Linked DNA regions of Rattus norvegicus: region 1 is linked to region 2. Evidence: chromatin contacts called from public HiChIP or PLAC-seq data. All regions are on one chromosome and are shown on one strand. Each heading gives the region's core, a stretch centred on a gene start, on an enhancer-like site or on the middle of the called end of the contact. The rest is flanking DNA. Distances are from core to core; before and after follow the strand shown.

Evidence for each region. HiChIP or PLAC-seq counts read pairs in DNA pulled down with a chosen protein or histone mark.
Region 1: a contact with region 2 is called in an H3K27ac HiChIP or PLAC-seq map of oligodendrocytes, with 7 times the contacts expected there. The contact joins the promoter of Fbrs here to the promoter of Dctpp1 in region 2. A contact is called at or near these places in 3 of 12 Hi-C or Micro-C datasets (Schwann cells, frontal cortex and liver) and 1 of 1 datasets of contacts at active chromatin or transcription factors (oligodendrocytes).

The regions. Positions count from the first base shown.
Region 1 is chr1:191,518,898-191,521,781 of GRCr8, forward strand. It overlaps Fbrs (fibrosin), which reads left to right and starts at 1,251. Exons shown (of 17, transcript XM_006230374.4): 1 at 1,251-2,884. Prr14 (proline rich 14) reads left to right here. Exons shown (of 12, transcript NM_001401701.1): 10 at 42-133; 11 at 371-442; 12 at 535-908. The coding sequence ends at 811.
Region 2 is chr1:191,309,677-191,312,834 of GRCr8, forward strand. It overlaps Dctpp1 (dCTP pyrophosphatase 1), which reads right to left and starts at 1,650. Exons shown (of 3, transcript NM_138892.1): 1 at 1,497-1,650; 2 at 500-610. The coding sequence starts at 1,597.

The DNA of each region.
Region 1 (2,884 bases), core at 1-2,500, 210 kb after region 2:
CAGCCCATGCCTTTCTTTCACCCTCTGCCCAATTTTTGCAGACCCTGGGGAAGGTTTCTAGATTCAGAATACGGAGGACACCTGTCCGTCTACAACCAAACCTTACACCAATGGGGCTGCCTCGACCAATCAGGTAAGAGGCTCAGATAGAAGGAAGCTCCCTTGACCAACCAGGTAATATTCCCATTCCTGAAGTATAGCTTTATCTCCTCTCAGGAAGCATAGGAACCTGGAAGATTAAATTTGGCATGGACATGGCTTGTGCTTAGAACTTCAACTATCATTTCTGACTGGCCCAGAAACCAAAATTCTCATCAGCCCATAGGTATTGCCTATGCCTTTCCAGTCAGTGCCTTTGCTCTGTTTCCAGGTTGAATAAGAAGGAGTTCACATTGGAAGAAATTTATACCAATAAGAATTACCAATCACCCACAGCCAGAAGGTGAGGAACTTGGAAGGTCTGAGGGCAGGAGAGGGCTGTTTGAACCAGGGAGGAGAATCCTGCTAAAGATCGATTCTCTCTGCCTGACCCAGGACCTTTGAGACCATCTTTGAGGAACCACAGGAGCGCAATGGAACTCTGATTTTTACCAGCTCTAGGAAGCTCCGAAGGGCAGTAGAGTTTCGGGACAGTAGCCTTCCTCGATCCCGGCGACCATCACGAGGGGTCCGAACTGCAGCCAGCAGAACCCTTACTCCCAATCTGGCACCCAGCCAGGATGTGGGATCTCTACTGCAAGAACGACTGAAGGAGCTAGATGCCTTGCTCCTAGAGGAGGAGATAGACAGGGAACACCCTTGTCACCTCTAGGAGCTCCAACTGTTTGTCCATCCGTCCTTTAGGGAGGGGAGAAATCTCTGAATCAATTGTATTTTTTTCTCTATATTTCTATAAAGTTTTCAATATATGTTTCTGACTCCTTTGTGTCTCCAGCAGAGTTTGAGATCAATTAGTTATACTAGCTGATGTTTTTATGTTGTTCACCCAAGGAGTAGAGGTGGGGGGCAGTATCAGAAAAAAGGGTTGCAAAAAAAGGAAATGGAGTGGTCACTGGAGATTGCCCACCCCACTCTCATCTCCTGGCAGTGCTGGGGGATCAAACCTAGAATCTTGTATATACTATCTCTGAGCTACATCCCTAATTCAGAGATAACACTCTTGGGAACTCTTTTATGGGGTGATACGGGTATGCCAAGGATACACAACTCATTTATATCATAGAAAGTAAAAGGCTTTGGACCAGATTAAGGCCTTGATCAAGATGGTCTTTAATTCTTCCCAAATGCCGTAATCACCCACTTAGGACAATCTATCATAGATATTTGACCAGCATAAGCCCTATTAGGGAATTTTATCACCTTATTATATAAACCAGAAAACAAGGTTTGTCAAGGAAACATCCACATTAACAGCCAGGGACTGTGAGGTGGCTCAGCTGATGAGCATAGTAACCAGAAGTCGATCCCCAACACCCAGGAAAATGTTGAAAACGCCACAAAGTTGTCCTCTGGTCTCAGCATGCATGTAATGGCACTCGCACCTCCACATATTTCATGCCTACACAATAATAATACATTTTAAAAAATCAGAGATCAGAGCGGTATAACGTAAGCGCTGCAGAAGGTAGCACAGTGGCTAGGCCCTTCACTCTGGAGTTAGAATCCTGGCAGTTTGACAGCAGATACCCTTAGTAAAATGGATCGAATAGCAAATATTTACCTCGGAACTCATTACCAAATGAATTAATGCGAGAGAGTAATCCGCACTCGAGTGCAAAGTGTTTATTATTGTTGAGCACTGGAAGTGAAGGCCACCGCTCCAACCCCGCAGGAACAAGAGCTTGGTCTCCGCCCTACCGCTGACTAGGTATGCTCCGACGCTACCGTTGACCAATCCGCCCAAAGATGGGCAGAAGGCGTTAGCGCCCTGCGCTTGCGCAAAATACCAACTGGCAAAAGGCAGACCCTACACATCACAGAAGCGCACCTAGGACAGCCTAACGCCTACCAGTGGTCCGCCTCCTCTTACTCCAGGCACCACCTCCCAGTGCCTCGCCTGTCGCCGTCAGTAGATGGCCAATAAACGAAGAGCAGGAAGAGGCGGGTGGCCTAAGGGATCACTCCAAACACCTAGTTCGGACCAGTCCAGTCACAAGACCTGGGGAGGGCGGGGCTAACCTGACAACCCAATCCAAGATTTGAAGGCGGTTACATCCGGCACTTCCGCGACTTTGACTCCGCCCTTTGCATTGACGTATACTTGCCAACCTATAAACGCCTGAGTCTCGGAGGGGGGGGGAAGGAGGCGGAGAGAGGAAGGAGGCGTTGGCTGAGAAGGAAGAGGGAGGAGGGGCAGGGAAGTTCTGGTGGGGAAGAGGCCGAAGACTCCCAAGAAGACAACAGGAGGATACGGTGGAGTTCCTCGCTGCCCAGCGGCCTTTCCGGATCCTTCTATATACAAGCCAGTTAGGAACGGAGGAAAGGAGGAAGAGTCTTTTATGTCGGAGGACAGAGAGAGAAGCTCTATCCGTCACCGTTGCCTCACATCCGGGACTTTGGAAGGCAGGCTCCGCCCCCTTGCACCTTTCAAGGCTACAAGAGGCGTAGACCTCTTTAAATCTCCTTAAAGGGGTGGGTACCGAACTCGGCCGACTCCAACGCCAGCCTTAAAGGGGAAAGCAGCCGAAGCTGACAAACAACTCCTGTTGGAAGAATTGGGACAAGCGGAGTTTTCCTACCTCCTGTCCCACGCAAGAAGTTCATTAAATTCATCTTAAAGGGGAAGTGACAGCTTGTGAAGAGCTAGAAACTTAACTACGATCTCTTCAAAGGAACAGCTCGCTGTTTGAAGGCCTCTGGACTCTTTAAAGGGGTGGCCTCTTTC
Region 2 (3,158 bases), core at 400-2,899:
TCTTAAGCCCTGAGAAATCTCAGCAGCCCCACTGCCTCTGCAAAGGAAGTTCCCTGTCTGGCAGGCTACCTTTTAAAATTCCTTATTTCAGCTCTACACAGAGGTAAAATGCTTGTGACAACTGTCTGCCACCCCCAACACACACACACTCACTCTTTTTCCTTTGAGACAGGGTTTCTCTGCATAGCCCCAGCATCTTGAAATCCGCTGTAGAGCAGGCTGGCCTCAAACTTACATATCCACTGCCTGCCTGACTCATGCTGCACCACTACAGCCCTGCTGACTGTTCTTAGACCTCAGTCTACCTCACTGTTCTACACTTTCATTCTCTCCCTGGAAACTTCCTGGCACCCTACAGGGACTGTGGCCCTTGTGACTTCAGCAGCAGCACAGAATACAGCTGTAAGGAAAATAAAACAAACCCCAGTTTTTGAGGCTCAAATACATTCTCTCTCCACCCCCAAAACAGCCTCTTCCAGGAAGCCTCCCATCTACTCACAAGAGTTCTGCCAGCTCGCCCACTTCTCCCACCAAGGCTAGGAGCAGGTTCCGAGGCTGGTGGAACTGTTCCCAGTCCCGCTCAGCAGCAAACTCTGCATGGAGGCGTCGGCTGAAATAAAGGAGTGGAGGTTCAAGTCTCAGGGTTAGAGGACAAGATGCAGGTACCCAGCATACACCTATAAGGACACAGGCCTAGGAATTTTAACAGTCGATTTCTTGGATGTCCTTAAGTTACTACCTTTTTTTTTTTTTTAAAGATTTATGTATTTTATGTGAGTGCACTGTAGCTGTCTTCAGACACACCAGGAGAGGACATCGGATCCCATTGCAGATGGTTGTGAGCCACCATGTGGGTGCTGGGAAATGAACTCAGGACCTCTGGAAGAGCAACCAGTGCTCTTAACCACTGAGCCATCTCTCCAGCCCCAAGTTTCTACCTTTTAATAAGACTTTCTTATTGTCAGGAAATAAACGTGCCCCTGTACAGATTTTACCCTCAAGTCAAATTTAGCAACAACACCCTTTATTATTCCATTTTTTTTTTTACTGCTAGTTCTTCTGGTACTCAACCTTAACGCCCCTATTCCCGCACACCTAGGTCTAACTAAATCACAGGATGTAATTTTGAGACATTGCCCACTGAGGCCTTCCTTGACATTCTGCAAGGAAAAAAAAAAAATAAAACATTTCTATGCTTCAGCTTCCCCTGTTCAACTGCCCATCACTCCTAGGGTGCAGAGGTACTATCCGACCTCTGTAACCTCTCCAAGGTTGTACTAAAAATTGGTACTAACATGCCCAGGGGCGTCACCCAATTTCCCTGGCTTCAAGTGCGCACTGTACACATAAGGTTTGGCTGGGCTCTCCAAAGAACTGCCAGGAGGGCCTGGGTGGACATGGGTATGTTGTTCTTCTTGTGGACCACGTGGAGGGACCCTCCCCACTACAACAAAAAGGTCAGTATCTCCAACCGAGGCTGGACAAGGACTGCTTACATGTCCTCAAGCGTGGGCTCTGGGCTGAAGCTGAACGGGCCGGCAGCAGCAGAGTCTTCTTGCCCCCCATTACCGCACACACCGGTACCAGCTTGGGACATTCCGCCCACCAGTCCCAGCCGCGCGGGAGCAAACTCCGCGCCACGTTCAGAGCCGCCTCTAGGGTTCCGACCAATCACGGTTTCTCTGTTGCGTCCCCGGGGCGGAGCCGGAGGGGGACCCAATCATATAGACGGATTTTTGCTACGCACCGCCTCTTCTCCGGCCTAGACCAATCTGAAGGGAGTTTCAAGTGTATTTTCGGTGCCCTCGAGTTCTTTCGCCCAGGCGAAACTCTTAAAGGGAAAGGTACGAAATCAATCTGGGAAAGAGACAGAACAGAAGCCTAATGTGACGTTGTTTGCTTAATGGGCGCCAGATGGCGCCAAAGTGAAATAGCAGACGCGGAGGAGGCGGGTCCACTCAGAGCAAAAACCCTACAGTTTGTGCGTGGTCACTTAGTTACGCTGTTTAAGGTTCCAGTCTTCACACAATTTGAAAAAGGTTGATGAGAAAAAGTGCAGGCTTCTAGAGAGGAGGAGAATCCAGGCTTTGTAACCCATTTCAGCGTCCTACCCCAGTGGATTCCAATGATTGGAAGCAATTGATCCATCCTTGTCCTACAGGGAGAGGAAGACATTCCTCCTCTTTACCTACAGCATAGAATACATGACACCGCAATTGGTGGCAGGTAGATAGGGTATGGCCGCTGCCCCATGGGTGACTATAACAGCCTTACACAATGCACAAGAGGACACCAAACTCGTTTACATAGGCTAGTTTTTGAAGCATTTTTTAAAAGATTTGTTTTATTTTGTTTGAGTACCCTGTAGCTGTCTTTAGACACACCAGAAGAAGGCACAGGATCCCATTACAGATGGTTGTGAGCCACCATGTGGTTGCTGGGAATTGAACTCAGGACCTCTAGGAAGAGCAGTCGGTGCTCTTAACCACTGAGCCATCTCTCCAGCCCCTTTTAAAGATTTTTTTTTTTTTTTTTTGGTTCTATTTTTGGAGCTGGGGACCGAATTTTAAAGACTTTTTAAAAGACTTGTTTTTTATTCTCTCTCTCTCTCACTCCCCCTTCTCTCTGTCTCTTTCTCCCTCCCTTACCCCCCTGCTCTGTGTGTGTGTGTGTGTGTGTGTGTGTGTGTGTGTGTGTGTGTGTGTGTGTTTCCAAGTATGTCTTTGTACCACTTGTGTGCCTGGTACCCAGGGCATCCAGAAGAAGATGTTAGATCCTGGAACTGAAGTTACAGACACTGTGAAATGCCAGTGGGAACTGGGAATAAAACTGTGGTCCTGGGGTTGGGGATTTAGCTCAGTGGTAGAGCGCTTGCCTAGGAAGCGCAAGGCCCTGGGTTCGGTCCCCAGCTCCGAAAAAAAAGAACCAAAAACAACAACAACAACAAAAAAAAAACCAAAAAAAAAAAAAAAAACCAAAAAACTGTGGTCCTCTACAAGAGCAGGTGGTCTTATCTTTGGAGCCATATTTCCAGACAGGTAAAATTTTTCTTCCTCAAGATCTACAAAAAGATTATGTGTATGCATGTGTGGGTATGTGCATTGGGTGTGTGCACATGAGTGCAGTTGTTGGCAAAGGAATCTCCTGAAGCTAGAGTT